2 separate regions of the Mus musculus genome follow, and region 1 is linked to region 2. A link is a contact called in public Hi-C data. All regions are on one chromosome and are shown on one strand. The core of a region is the stretch at or near the end of the contact, and the rest is flanking DNA. Distances in the headings are between cores, read along the strand shown.

Region 1 (6,949 bases), core at 2,521-5,020, 760 kb before region 2:
TTTTAAGAGTAAAAGCCATGGATCATTTCCATCCAGTTCTGTCTGTCTGTCTGTCTGTCTGTTTCCATCTGCCTCTGTGTCTCCGTCTCTCTCTCTCTCTTTCTTTCTTTCTTTTCCTCTCCTCCCTCTCCCCACCCTCTCCCTCTTTCTCTGTGTATGTGTGTGTGCACTTGTGAGTCTGCATGCATGCTTCTTGTGTGTGTGGGTGTGGCCAAGATGTGGGTTCTTTACTTCTTGCAGCCAATCCTGCTGCTTGCTGCCATGCTTCCCTAACAATGGACTTCAATCCCTCTGGAACTGTAATGCCCAAATAAGCCTCCCCGCTTAAGTTAATCACCTTTCTCATGAAGTTTTATCACAGCAACAGAAATGGAACTAAGACAGGGGCAGAAACCATCAAATCAAGGCTCTGTTGGAGAGGGAAGAACTTTGTCCTTGCACAGTGGCCTACTGCATACCTCTGACCTAGAATCACAGAAACTATATTCTAGCAACTTACCAGGTACCAGGAGTAGGGAATTGGGCAAGCCTCTGAGACAAAGAACTCTTCTGGGATCTTTACTCAGAGCCCTGCCATGCTGCTCAGCTCACATGGTTGCTGTTTGGTAGGGTGGGCTTAGTCTAAAACTCCAAATCTTCTTTTACTTTGTAAGTGCAGAGCTTATTGTTTGCATGCTTGCATCCCTCTATCTCATCTTGTGTAGCCCTACTTAGCCTGGAACTGTGCAGCTTTGGATGACCTTGAACTTGTGATCCTTCTGCCCCCAACCTTCCAAGTACTAGGGTTAGAGGTATACACCAACCCACGAAGTTTTATGCAGCACTGGGGATCAACACAGGACCTTGTGTGAGCCAGGCAAGTACTCTATCAACTGAGCTTTAACTTGGTCCAGGAAATACTAGTCCTGACGTCATGGTGAATGCTGAGTGAAGGGATCTGGAGGAAGGCCTCCTCCTAACACAGGGAAAAGATTTAATGGGCTTTATTTCCCTCCTAGTGGCATGTTTTCAGTACTCCAATGTCATGTTCTGAGCCATGTAGTCTGTGTAGAAGAAATCCCAGTGTGTCGCCACAGCATGGAACCTACATAGAAGGTATGGAAATGAACCAGGGTTTTGACTGGTTGTCTGGTGAATTCATCTTGACATCCTATCTACCTTTAGTGTATTACCATGTGAACATGCCATATAAATTAGGAAAACACTCAATTATACATGTTTGGTAGACATTTAAGTTTTACCACGTCTGTATCATGCAAGAGAGGTGTCCTGGTTTGCTCTCCCTTGCTATGATAGGAGTACACTTATGACATTCAGTATATTCCCATTTTTTTGTTTTGTTTTCTTAGTTTATGTTTTTGTTTTGTTTTGTTTGTTTTTTTCTTTGAGACGGGGTCTTTCATATAATTTGGAGCTGTCTATTTAGGCTAGCCTGACTTCCCAGAGAGCCCTCAGGATCTGCCTGTTTCTCCCCCTCCCCTTCCCTTCCCCAGCACTGAGGTTACCAGTCAACGATCACAGCTCATGCATTTTCTGTGGGTGCTGGGGAATCCAAACTCAGATCAACCACTGAGCCATCTTTCTAGCTCTTCCTTCCATGTACTGGATTTATTGAGTTGAGTTTTGATGATTGTATCAGACTTCCAAACTTGATTTCTTTCATAAGCTATACTTAACTGCAATAACAACTTTTGTTTTGTGTTTTGAGATAAGGTCTTACTATGTAGTCATGGCTGGATGGCTGGCCTGGAACTCACTATACTTGGTTGGGGGGTGGGGGGCATGGGTATAGGAGAAATAGGGGAGTGGGAGAGAATCCGAGTCCTGCCAGAGTTCCAGTGCTCTGGGTGGGCGGACACGGGAGGACTGCTCACGCTTTCCACATAGCCCTGGTGGGCATCTGGTTGTGCTAAGCCACTGACCCCATACAGCAGGTGGTGGACAAGGGGCAGCCCCAGGTACCAGGTTCTCAGCCTCTGGCATCCCACACTTGTTATGGCGGAGGAGCTGAGAACAGAATAGCCCTCCCCACCCCCCAGGGCAGCACTAGGCCCCAGAGATGAAGAGAGGATAGGGCAAGGAAGAGGGGACACAGGATGGTTCCCACGCCGGCTCCCACGCTGGCAAGGATCTTTGGTCAGGTCCATAGCTGGAGCACAGGATGGCCTTCTGGCAGGAGGTTAGATGTAACTCCTTAGGAGAAAGCCTATCCCATCATTTAAGCACGGCGGGCTTTCATGATCAGAGACAATCTATGGTTTTAGAGCTTTATTGTAAGGCAGGGAGAAAGGAGAGAAGTTAGAAAGAGAGAGAGAGACTGACCGTGGCCACATGGAGAGTGGGGGAAAGGGAAAGAAAGGAGAGCTAGAGAGTAAGAAAGGTGAGGGCTAAAGAGAGTGAGGAGGGGCCAAACAGCCTCTCTTATAGTGGCCTGGGCTATCTTACTGTTGCCAGGTAACTGTGGGGAGGAGCATACCTGGCAAAAGTCAGGTAACTGTGGGGGTGGAGTCTAGCCAAAATGCCAGAAGCTTGGGACATTGTCTGTGTGACTGAGTCACAGAATTATGGACAAGCACCTGATTCTGGGAATGTGGCTCACCTTTCCATCCTTTGTAGATTTCTCTATTGGGTCACCAGAGCATACCCCATTCAACCAAAATAGGCTGCCTATCACAGTCCCACACTTGGTGATTAACTTACCATGCTGGCCTCAAAATTCAGATCCACTTCTGCCTTCTGAGTGACAGAAATAATGCCTTGTCCTACCATTCCCAGTGGTTAAAAATTTTTAAATATTATTCAATTTTAAAATTTTAATTTCAAAAATAAAAAACTTAAAATATTTGAGTTTTAATTTGCTAATAATTTGTCTAGAGTTTGCCTTTAGTGTAGCTTTTTATTTCTGTATTTGTCTGCTGGTTATACATAGCATATAAAACGAGGGGGCAAATAGCATGCACACTCATTTCTCCTGAAGAGTTAATATGAGATTGTAGTTGCTTCTAATTTGCATGTTTGAAATAATTCTCTGGGGTAGTTTTTGAGCTTTGAAGAGTTCATTTTGATATTTTAGTTTAAAAAAATGTTTATCAGATGTCAAATAATTACAATTTCTGCTTATTTAATAAAATTTGATCAGCTTAAAACACAAATAGTTTTGAAATTCTGGGTGGACTTTAGATGTAAATATGAAAGGCAAAATAAGATTGGAAGTTAAAAATCTGGTAATGTATGTGGGATAAAGTGAATATTTTAATACATTGAAAGAACATTAATCAAAAAATAAAGGTTAAGAAAACATCACATCAAATTCAGTAACTTTTGCTCATGTAAAAATACTGTGAAGAAAATGGGAGAAGATATCTGTACTGTTAAAGCAGAAGAGGCCAAAGTAAATAGTAATTAGTAGATATCTATTAAGAATGAGTTAGACTTTTGCTCGTTTGTAAGAAAAGCCAATGAAGCTAAAATAATGAAAGCTGCTAGCATCATTGCTGATGGACAGGCTTAGAATGATGCTTCATTGAAAGGGCCACCTAATTCCCAAATACAAAACCAGGAAGGAAGTAAAGTTGGGTTTTATCAAAGTGTGTTGTAACAGCAGAGAAGCTGTGATATGACAGTAAACTCATTTCAACATTCCATGGTAAATGTTACAACAAAAAATATCCCCTCCTGGCCTGCTTCCCGAAAAGTTCTAGTGTGTTTTGGGTCACTGTGACACCAGCATTCTCTTCAGCAGTGACTCATAGCATTTGGGGGTTGAGATCAACACCACAGTTGATTTATGACCATGCTCAAGGCCCCAAGAAATTTTCAGCAGAAACCAAACTTGGAGCTTATATGGGTGCCACTGCCTATTTTATCAAATTTTTGTCAAGTTTATTTATTTATTTTTTAAATAAATGAATGTACTTATCAAATCCTCATGCTATTTAGAGATACTTAACTACAAGCCAATATATTGAGTTAAGAACTATTAAAGAAATATATTGTGCTAGCAGGCTGGAGGTTTGGATTAAAGATTATCCACACATCTGCTGTTATCCATCATGCCCCTAACCTCAGTTTGGGGCTAGAGAAAATCAGAACAGCCTCTCCCACCAGGTGAACTTGGGTACCACCTGTTACTTTGGCTGAGTAGGAAGCCTGCCCATGGATTTTTAGTAAGCAAAAAAATTTGACTTTGGCAGAACATTAAAAAGAAGTAATATTTCAAAATAATGCAAGAGAGCAATATTTATGAAACTGTTTTGCACACAGTTTCTGAGAAGCCAGCTCTGGCCTACCATTATAAATCATTCTCTGACTGCGTTAGAGGGGAGAAGGTTTGCCAAATAGATCCTAGAGGATCTGTAACAGAGACTGCTGTTTTAAAATGATCAAATTATCTTAGGATCTAGACATGGGGAATGTTAGCACTCTGCTCTCCCCCCCAACTCCTCCCCCACCAAATGTGGAAAAGAGTTTCAAAATGGAAACCTATGAAAGAGAGAGTAGAATAAGAACACAGAGAGCAAATAGACACAGGAAACCAGTGGGACCAGCCCCACATCCCCCTCTAACCAGCCCCAGATGGAGGCGTCCACCATAGCAGCCACTCCTACATTGTTGTGGCTTGGTAGCATCAGTTGTTTAGCATGTCATTGCAAAGTTCTCTGAACACTTCCCTCTGGCTTTGTCCATTTGTAGACACCACTCTGGAATTGGGGTATGACAAGAATTAGAATTGACATCCACCAAACTCTGTGTGTCCTGGAGCCAGCCTCAATGGCTCTGCCACTGTCACATCAAGCTCCATCCCTCCCGGCCACTCTGTGTCTGCACCCATGACACCTGTCAGAAACTTTCAAGTGTCTGCTCATTTCTTTATCAATGTGGCCTGCACAGCCCAGGCAAAGGAGGAGTGACATTTGGGATGAGAGAGAGATGGGTAGTGCCTCCCCCGCCCTCTGTCTCCTCTAACTGTCAGCTTGAGTTTTCTCTCTACATATCAAGATTGATACCTAGTTGCCTTGTCATTTAGAAATGCATGGAGTGGTAACCAGGTTTGAAAACAGTGTGGGAGACTGGGAACTTGAGCAGTCTCCTTAGAGAATGATGCATCAAGAAGAAATTAACCAAAAGAGGCATGGAGCTGGGCTATCTCTGCCCTTTGGAAATGCACTGCTTCTGGAGACGGTGGGTGGGTCCACTGGAGCAATCTGAACATATGAGTTATTCTGCATTTCCTTGCTCTTTCTATCAAACTGCAACAATCAGACATGCATGTTATCCCAAGAGTGAAGGTTTTAGATGTCTTTACTTTTCTTTTTCTTCTTTATAATAATGCTTTTATTTTAATAAGTGGTGTTGGTTAAATATGCATCTTAACTCTGGCCCATCACAGTGTTGCATGCTCTGTTCTGTTTCATGATTATTTTTAAAATAAGAGAAGCTGTAATAGAGAGAACCATAGCCTCCATTGCCAGCCTTCTGTGGGGACGAAGTTAGTGCCTCATTTTCCTTTCTTTTCATGTGAGACATCTTAACATTCTAAAGAGGTTTCATGGAGTTAAGTGTGGTCCTCAATGGGTTGAACTCCCAACTTCCAGTTGGCTTAAACTCTAGCTCTTGCCACCAAAGTGCTAAGCACGCTTTTAGTGATATTTATTGTGGTATTACACATAAATATGCATATGGTATGTATCCCCACAGTGTATAGTTCTGTCCACTCACTTGGGACAGTATTCCTAATCTAATACAGAGGGCACTCACATAGAGCTGGTTTGTCTGTGGCTCTCTAGGTCAAAGTCTTTCCAGCTGGCATTGAATTACCCTCAGAAAGTGGAGCAGCAAGTTACTGAAGAAGAACTGGCTGCATCATTATATGAGTAAGCCTACTCTGGACCCCACCTCTACTCATTTAAATCCATGCATAAATAACTCTCCTTCATTGTCTCTCTCTCGCTCTCCTTGGATACAAAATGGAAGGCTGCCACCATAAGTAGGCTTATTTGTAAGATTATCTTATTAATGAGATCATAGTTATAGAAATAACTTTGCTAATAAGTTACCTTACTAGTACAAAAATTGGTAAGATGTTGGATAGTACATATATGCCTTCTATAGTCAGTTGTTCTCATACAGTAGATAGGTAGCCATTGCTTTGGCCAACCGCGGATCAAAAATTAAAAAAAAAAATTGTTCTGTGTATCTAAAACTTGCATAGACATTTTCTTGTGCCGTTTCCTGAACAATGAATTATACAGTAGTAGTGGTGGGTGTTCTATGAGAGGATTTGTATAGCTCTTATATCATCACATCTTCATGTTATATAAGGGACTTGGGCATCATATTTAAACTATTATGGGGCTCTATACTCAATTTTATGTGGATGTCAAGGTACTTCCAGGCTATAGATAGGTGGCATAACTCAGACTTTCCTCTTTGACCACACATCAAAAGTAAGTGTGTGTGATTCATATTTGTCCATGGTGTGACAACTTGTCTGAGGCAGGGAATAAGTAGGAACACAAGGCTTATGGGGGGGGGGGGGTTGAGATGTTTGCTATACTTTCATCATCCTAGGTTGGAAGAAGAGATTGAAAGAGATTCCAAGTAACTTGCTTACACTGAGAGAGTTAGGTGCTCCCAGAAAAATAAAGATAATAAGATCCTTGTGCTAGTAGTAAAAGTAGGCAAGGGTCTGCAGGGGCCACATTTCGTTTGTTTGTTTGTTTTTTCTTTTTAGTGATGTTGTTAATTTCATTTTGTTTGGTGCTGATACCTATGTACATGAGAAAAACAAGTATACCACTAAGTCACCTGCCTTCAAGTCTCCTTTTAAGGGTTAAAAAATAAATGGAAAAGGAACCTGGATGAGCATCTCCCAAGGTTCCACAAGCAGTGGGATGAAAGGGCACACTGTCAGCACCATCCCTGTGATATGGCTGTTTTCTACTTTTTA
Region 2 (7,173 bases), core at 4,139-6,638:
GCCTGGCTTTTCCACATAGTCCTGAAGCCCTGGTCTTCATGCTTGCAAGGCAAGCACTTTACTTAGTGTATTAGTTACTCTTCTGCTGCTGTAATACAACACCATGAAGGAAGAGACTTATATAAGGAAGGGTTTATTTGGGTTTACAGTTCTGAGGTATAAAGATTCATCATAGGGGAGGGGAGGCAGCAAACAGCAGGCATGACAACAGAAGCGGGAATCTGAGAGCTCACATCTTCTAATGCAAGCCTGAAGCAGAACAAGCCAGCTGGAAGTGGCTCAAGGCTTTCAACTCACAGAACCTGTCCCCAGTGATGCATTTCCTTCAGCAAGGCTGCACTTCCTAAACGTCCCTAAAAGCACCACAAACTAGGGACCAAGTGTGAACTAGCCAAGCCTATGGGGGACATTTTCATCCAAACCACTGGACTGACCGAGCAATTTCCTCAGCTCTCCTGGTAATATTTATTTTCTACTTTATCTTTTCAGATACTAAAGTTATTCCTTAGAAACAGAAACAGCCTAGGAGAGACAGACTGATGTCTGCAACCAAGTGAGTCTTGCCCTTAATTATTTCCAAAAAGTTCATTTTATTCTTCCACTTTGACTGGAAACTCTCTGAAGGTAAGAATGTGTCTCATCTTACTTCTGCAAACCTCATATGAGTCACCAAGAAGCTAAAGTGGCAAAGGGGGGGCCTTAGGGGCCCCCTCCCAGCTCTGGAAGACTATGGGGAAACATTGGAACCAGGAAGTACCCATGGTTAAGTTAGGTTTGGTCTCCAACAGAAAGGCTGTCCACAAATGAACGAGCAATATCAGCTAGCTGGTATGATCACACAGCAAACAGGAGAATACAAAAGTTGAAGCCTTTAAGACCAGACCACAGGAAGTAGAATTCATCTCCACTCTGGGGGTTTGGTGGGTTTCCCCAGAAATAAGTTATCTCACAAAACTATTAATTATCTACTCCCTGATAGTTATATAACAAAGCAAAATAAAACAAAACAATAAAAAAAACGTGCTGCCAAAATTCTGTGAATACTTAAACTGTATGCCATATCTCATATAGTATACAGTAGATACTGTGTTCTGTATGAATATGCAATAGGCATTTATAACACCTGCCTTGTGCAGGTCTCTGTACTGGGTTTTACCCACCAACTCATTCCCTATTCACAAGTCTGCGGCACAGGTACAATTGCCATTAGCATCTCACCAAGAGGAAAACAAAGTGCAGAATCAGTAACTTGCTCAAAATTACAGAACAAGTGATCATCAAAACTACAGTTCCAATTCTGCCAGCCTGGCTCTGGCGCTCAAACCCGCAGCCAGGAGAACGCAATGCCTTTCAGGAGGGAAGAAGAGATAGTATGGGAAAGGGAAACAGGACAGGATAATAGCTGGGGAGGAGGTTTGCGTGCCTCTTCTGCCATGAGCAGAGCTGTTGTGGGAGCAGGGAGGAGGCTCCTAGGGACGTGTGCGATGGGAAAGGCTGTAGAAGCTAAAGGGGTGGGGGGGGGGAGTGGATGGACCTTCTGAGTGATAATAAGTCCGTAAATGGATGTCTATGGTCTGTGATTCGTCTAACCTATATTAATGGTCTAAATAGTGGCCGAATGTAAGGATGCATAGCTAAGACCAACTGAAAACAAGGGAAACAACAGTGGCCAGGGAATGACTCCAGAAATCTTTGCGAGGTCAGCTTGAGCCTCACAGCTTTAATGGATAAACTGCCAGTGGTGGTGACAGCCAGCTCTTCTTCTCATGCTGCAAAGCCTGGCTGCCCATCCGTCACTCTTGTTTACCGTTACCAGATAAATCATTTTAGTCTCCTCCAGCTTTGGCCCTCCTCCACCATGAACAGAGTAAACCAGGATGCCCCACTTGAGGCTGTCATCAAAGGCAGGGGCACCCGTGCTCTCTCCCCGCTCTGCAACCCTTATGGGCAATGGCCCTCCTCCCTCCTTAGGCATATCGGAATGAGCAATATTTGACTGTAGATTCTTTCATCTCTGTAGCTTTGAAAACCTCAAACATCATATCAGATCTACAACAAAGAGCAGGGACTTCAGGGGTTGACAGCGCGGCCGTAATTAAAGACAAGCATCAATGGCTGCCACGCTAAACAATGCCAGGTTTTAGCTGCTCCAAAACCAACTGTTTACCTTCCAGGCACTTCTATGGCAAGGTTTAAACAGGTGCTGTTTAAATTGTTTTCACAAAAGATATGCAAACAGGAGATAGGAACTTTTCTTTTCCCTGACACAGGGTGTAATATACAGCCAGCTACTCCCCAAATCATAGCTCCCAATTGATGTGCTTAGCGGAAACCTGTCTCTAATAATAACATGAGTACAAAATGCTGAATGGCTCTACTAGATGGCTCAGTGGGTAAAGAGGCTTGCTGCCAAGCCTGAAGACTTGAGTTCATCCCCAGAACCCAAAGGGTAGAAGGAGAAAACCAATCTGATATCCATATCCATATATACATACATATATATGCATACCCACACACAATAAATACATATTAATATTTATAGAGAAAATTACAGAAAGTATTATAAGAATCAACCCCAAAAGGGAGGAACTATCCCTAGATAATACCTTAAGCTCCTTCTAGATCATGAATTTCAGTTCCCCCACCTTATGAAATAAGGAAATTACATTTTAAGTTGGTGTTGAAAGTTATAACTTTTTTTTCCAAATCAAGTCCAGTAGATCAAGCTGAGTATGGTAACCTATACATGCAATGCTAGCATTCTTCTAGGAGGCTGAGGCATGGGGATTGTGAGTTGAAGATTAGAATGGTTAGTTACTTAATGAAGCCCTGTCTCAGAAAGAAAGAAAAGAGACAGACAGATAGAAAGATAGATAGATAGATAGATAGATAGATAGATAGATAGATAGATAGATAGATAGATAGAGATGGGCAGGGACAAGATGAAGAAATAGAGGAGAAAAAGAAGAAAGGATAAGGGATATGAACAGTTATGAGGGTAGAACCAGGTCCATCCTACCACAGTGTTCCCTCAAAACCTTTGGAAAACTTTGAGAACCACTAGGCTGAAAGATCTTTGAGAATTCTTCGAGGATCACTTCTATAATGAAGGAGAATGTATTAGCATTGTAGTCCCAGTTCTATCTTTTCCCATAATGCTTTTCTCACTGTGGAACATCTCAGTAGCACTGACTAGATAAGCCCCTCCATGTCTGAATAGCTGTCTAAGTTCTGAAGAGCTGCTTCCCTGCTTCTCCTTGGGTTTTAGAGGAGCTGACCACATAGGTAGCAAAGGGAAAGAAGCCAGTGTGGCCGCAGATCAGAGTCATCTTGTGCTTGCATCTCTACAGGGTGTTCATGGCTAGTGCAGCATCCATCATTCTGTGGGGCTGATAGAATCTGTAAGAATATGCTCGCCACTCTATTCTTCTATTTAAGCACACAACATGGAAGGCTAAACTTGTCCTCTTCGCACCGTATACATAATCTCTGGAGTTCATGGAAAGTAAGTCCATTGAAGGCAGCCAGCAATCTGCTACCATAAATTATGCCAAAGACCTAGGGTAGGGACATAAGGACAACTTTCTAGAGCCACCAAGAGCTTTCCATGGAGCAGCTCAAGAGAAGAATGTCCAGGGCTGCTTCCCTTCCTCTTTGTGTATACTGCTCACAAATGGTAGGGAAACTAGAAAGATCTTACAGGCTGTGGTTAAGGCCCCACATGGGATAGATATCATGACTTGTTGTGTCTATGACTGGAAGATTTTCCTGATTCCTGAGGGTGGGACACCCTCACGACATGATGAGTTGTTGCTTGTGTCTTTGAAGACTAAAAATGTTAACAACTTGAAAGAGGAATATCACTGGTGTTTGTTCAGGATAATCTGAAAGAATTATAGGAGCTCCGCCTTTCAATTTTCTATAAAAGTAATACGAAGAGTGGCTAGGAAGTCAGTCCCAACAGGGAAGAGCTGGCCTCACAGGTGAAAGGAACCGACTTTGCACCCCAGAACTAATGCAAAAAAGGCAGACACGGTAGAACACACTTGCAAAAAAAGCAAAGGTGATGGAGACAGGCAGAGCCCTGGAGCTCTCTAGAAAGTTAGCCTTGTCTCCTTGGTAATCCCCAGGCCAGTGAATGATCGTGAATTTTGTTTTTGTTTTTGTTTTGTTTTTCTTAATGGATGGTACCTGAGAAATGACACTTGATACCGTCTTTTGATTTCCACATGCACATGCTGACTCATGAGATCTGTGCACACACAAACATGCACATGTCTGTACATGTATACACACACATATGCATACATGCATACACGCAGGCACAAACAAGAGAAATTTTTTACTACCCAATACCCCCAGTAGCTGCTACCTTCATCTTACAAGTGTGGGGTTCTAGGAAATTTCCAAAGAAAAAACTCAAAAAGGCCTTGCTTTTGTGAAGGGAGGGCTAATCGACAGTTCCAACCGACTAGAACAGCCCGGTGGATTCCCAAAGCCAGGGATCTTGCCCAGCCCCTCCCAGAGCTGACATCATTCTTGCTAGCCAAGGTTCCTTCTAGAATAGACCACCCCATCTTGAAAACAGTGACTCTTTATGGAATGTTTCATTCCTGTTTCAGATAAAAAAAAAAATCAAAGAGCCAATCCGCCTGAGCTGGAAAAATGTCCCTCAAGAATCTGGGAACGCCGCCTTGGTGGTTTGTAGTTAGTAGTAATATCTTCTCTTGAAGCTGTCAGGTGGCCCTCCTGTTTGCAGAAGGAAACCAGACATAAATAAAGCCAAAAAAAAGAGAAATGTTTGAGCTAGGCTACTGCTTGTTGGTTTATTGTTTTGAGCGGAGAAGCCAGTGTTTTCCAAGCATGGTTGTTCTACAGCACTCAGCTCCCTCACAAATGTGTTCCCTACCCTTCTGCTCATCTATAAAACAGCCTGCTTCTTGTCTTGTTAAACTTGGCCTCCAGACAGAACTTTCAGCTTAAAATATCTAACAATATGTCATATCCACCAGATACATGACAGCTATTCCTAAGATACATAATATTATTAATTGTTTTTGAATGAATTTGAACTGTTATGAATCCAAAAAGTATAAAAATGACATTTAGCCATCAACAGCTTTTGAAACATTATATACACAAAGGAAGAAATAGTAACAAGTCCAACGGTACTCATAATTTCAGAATTATATCCTTTGAAGCCAAAATGACATTAAGAGAAACAGGATGTAGAAACTTAAAAATAAAATTTCAATCCTTGACAATATTAAACTTGCCTCCTGATAAAAATTAAGTGCAAGCTAAATTATTTTTATATGCCTGAGGAACTGTCAAACAACTGGCTGTCTCCTTGACTATTTAAAGAGACAGGACTGGAGTGTGTGGAGAGATCTGGGAGGTTAAACAAGGGTGAGGGATGAGCAAGCCAACTGACTTCAACTGACTCAAAATTTACTAAGCACATGCTAGAAAATCTATTAGACAATAAAAGAGAGAGACAGGCTAAGCCTCAGAAGATCTTACACTGAGAAAGTAAAGAGGCTCCCATAGCCTTAAAATAAAGAAACAAAGTTATCTTTGATTAAATGTCCACACTGGAATTGAATGCCACTGCCATGCAATTGAAGTAAGCAAGATTGAAGGTAAGAGCAAGAACTCCATGCTGGCTGAGGTATAGCTGAGGAAGCCCCATGCAAAAACTAGAGTTCCAACTGCACCCAAAGGCTGAGGCTTACTTAGGAAGATGTGAGAAGGCTAGAGGGTGTTTACCATAAAAGAGGCAATGTAACAATGGCTTACAGGCTAAAACATATCCAACTTGTTGGGAGAAGGATGAGTTCCAATGGACCTCAAGTTCCTTTAGCTCAAAGGCATGGAAAATATTCTAATGTCTTCCTCACAGCCAGCTTCATGGAGTCCCAGAGGACTCAGATTTCTGAAGCTTCCAGTTAGCTTCTCTCATTAAGACCTGTTCCAACTGGACCCAGACACTTCTCTCCCCCACATTCTTTACAGAAGACATCAATGTCAAGAGCACCAGAAATGATCGTGACCTTTTTCCTTTGTCTATCACAACCTCCCACTGCTGAAACTCTGAGATCTGTGGCTGACCCCTACTAGACTTAGAGTGACACATCAAGATTTGACAAAGCATGTGTTACTACAGAGTCTAGAAGTCCAAAGCCCAAGACTTTGAAGTACACTATTCCGGGCACAGGGTAGCGCCCTGACAACCTAGAATTTTCTAGCCTAAAATGTTAACAGACCTGAGCATGAGAGGAAATGAATCTAAACATTCACAGTATCTCTGGAACAAATTTATCTAGCAAAATGAGACATTTCCATTTTCTTTCTATTAACTTAACCCATACCTATCTACTTACTCTAAATCCCAAGGGCTTCCTAAGATAAAATTGGCCAAACCATGCAACCCTGATTAATTTCCCTATGCTGCAACAACAACAAAAAGAAATAGCAAAACTCACCATGAGAGGGGAGCCCAAGCATGGGGGTGGGCAGCACCTGTGAAATGCACTTTCCTTTCTTGGAACTGAAAGGCTCATCTCTCAATCCTTTGAGGTGCTTCTCTGATTTTTTTAACGTTTTGTGTCCTTCCAAAGGTAGACACAATCAAAGATATTTATGTTTTTGTAGAAAGATATAGCTGTCTTTTGTGAGGCTATGCCAGGGCCTAGCAAACACAGAAGTGGATGCTCACAGTCAGCTATTGGATGGATCACAGGGCTCCCAATGGAGGAGCTAGAGAAAGTACCCAAGGAACTAAAGGGATCTGCAACCCTATAGGTGGAACTACAATATGAACTACCCAGTAACCCCCAGAGCTCATGTCTCTAGCTGCATGTGTATCAGAAGATAGCCTAGTCGGCCATCATTGGAAAGAGAGGCCCCTTGGTCTTGCAAACTTTATATGCCTCAGTACAGGGGAACACCAAGGCCAAGAAGTGGGAGTGGGTGGGTAGGGGAGTGGGGGGGGGAGGGTATGGGGGACTTTTGGGATAGCATTGGAAATGTAAATGAAAAAAATATCTAATTAAAAAAAGAAATCTGTATACAAATATTTGTTCTTCAAGAAATTTCAGTTTGGGGTTTCATCAGAGAGACTACAGTCATCATAATTTTAATATGTGTAGTTTCAAATGATGTCTGATCTCC

What was found. A called contact is a pair of places that touch in the nucleus more often than the background predicts.
Region 1: a contact with region 2 is called in a Hi-C map of uterus. The contact joins two enhancer-like sites. A contact is called at or near these places in 1 of 484 Hi-C or Micro-C datasets (uterus) and 1 of 9 other capture datasets (embryonic stem cells).

Annotation. Positions count from the first base shown.
Region 1 is chr14:23,081,727-23,088,675 of GRCm38.p6, reverse strand. All of the region lies in intron 2 of Gm10248 (predicted gene 10248), which reads left to right. Among named protein-coding and RNA genes, the nearest start is that of Gm10248, 9.4 kb to the left of the region's middle. Within about 2 kb of position 3,770, at least 30 of the 459 cell types and tissues checked have an H3K27ac peak or open chromatin away from gene starts, as enhancers often do. A contact at or near this core is called in uterus, where this site is marked.
Region 2 is chr14:22,321,441-22,328,613 of GRCm38.p6, reverse strand. All of the region lies in intron 2 of Lrmda (leucine rich melanocyte differentiation associated), which reads right to left. Among named protein-coding and RNA genes, the nearest start is that of 4930405A10Rik, 220 kb to the left of the region's middle. Within about 2 kb of position 5,388, at least 8 of the 459 cell types and tissues checked have an H3K27ac peak or open chromatin away from gene starts, as enhancers often do. A contact at or near this core is called in uterus, where this site is marked.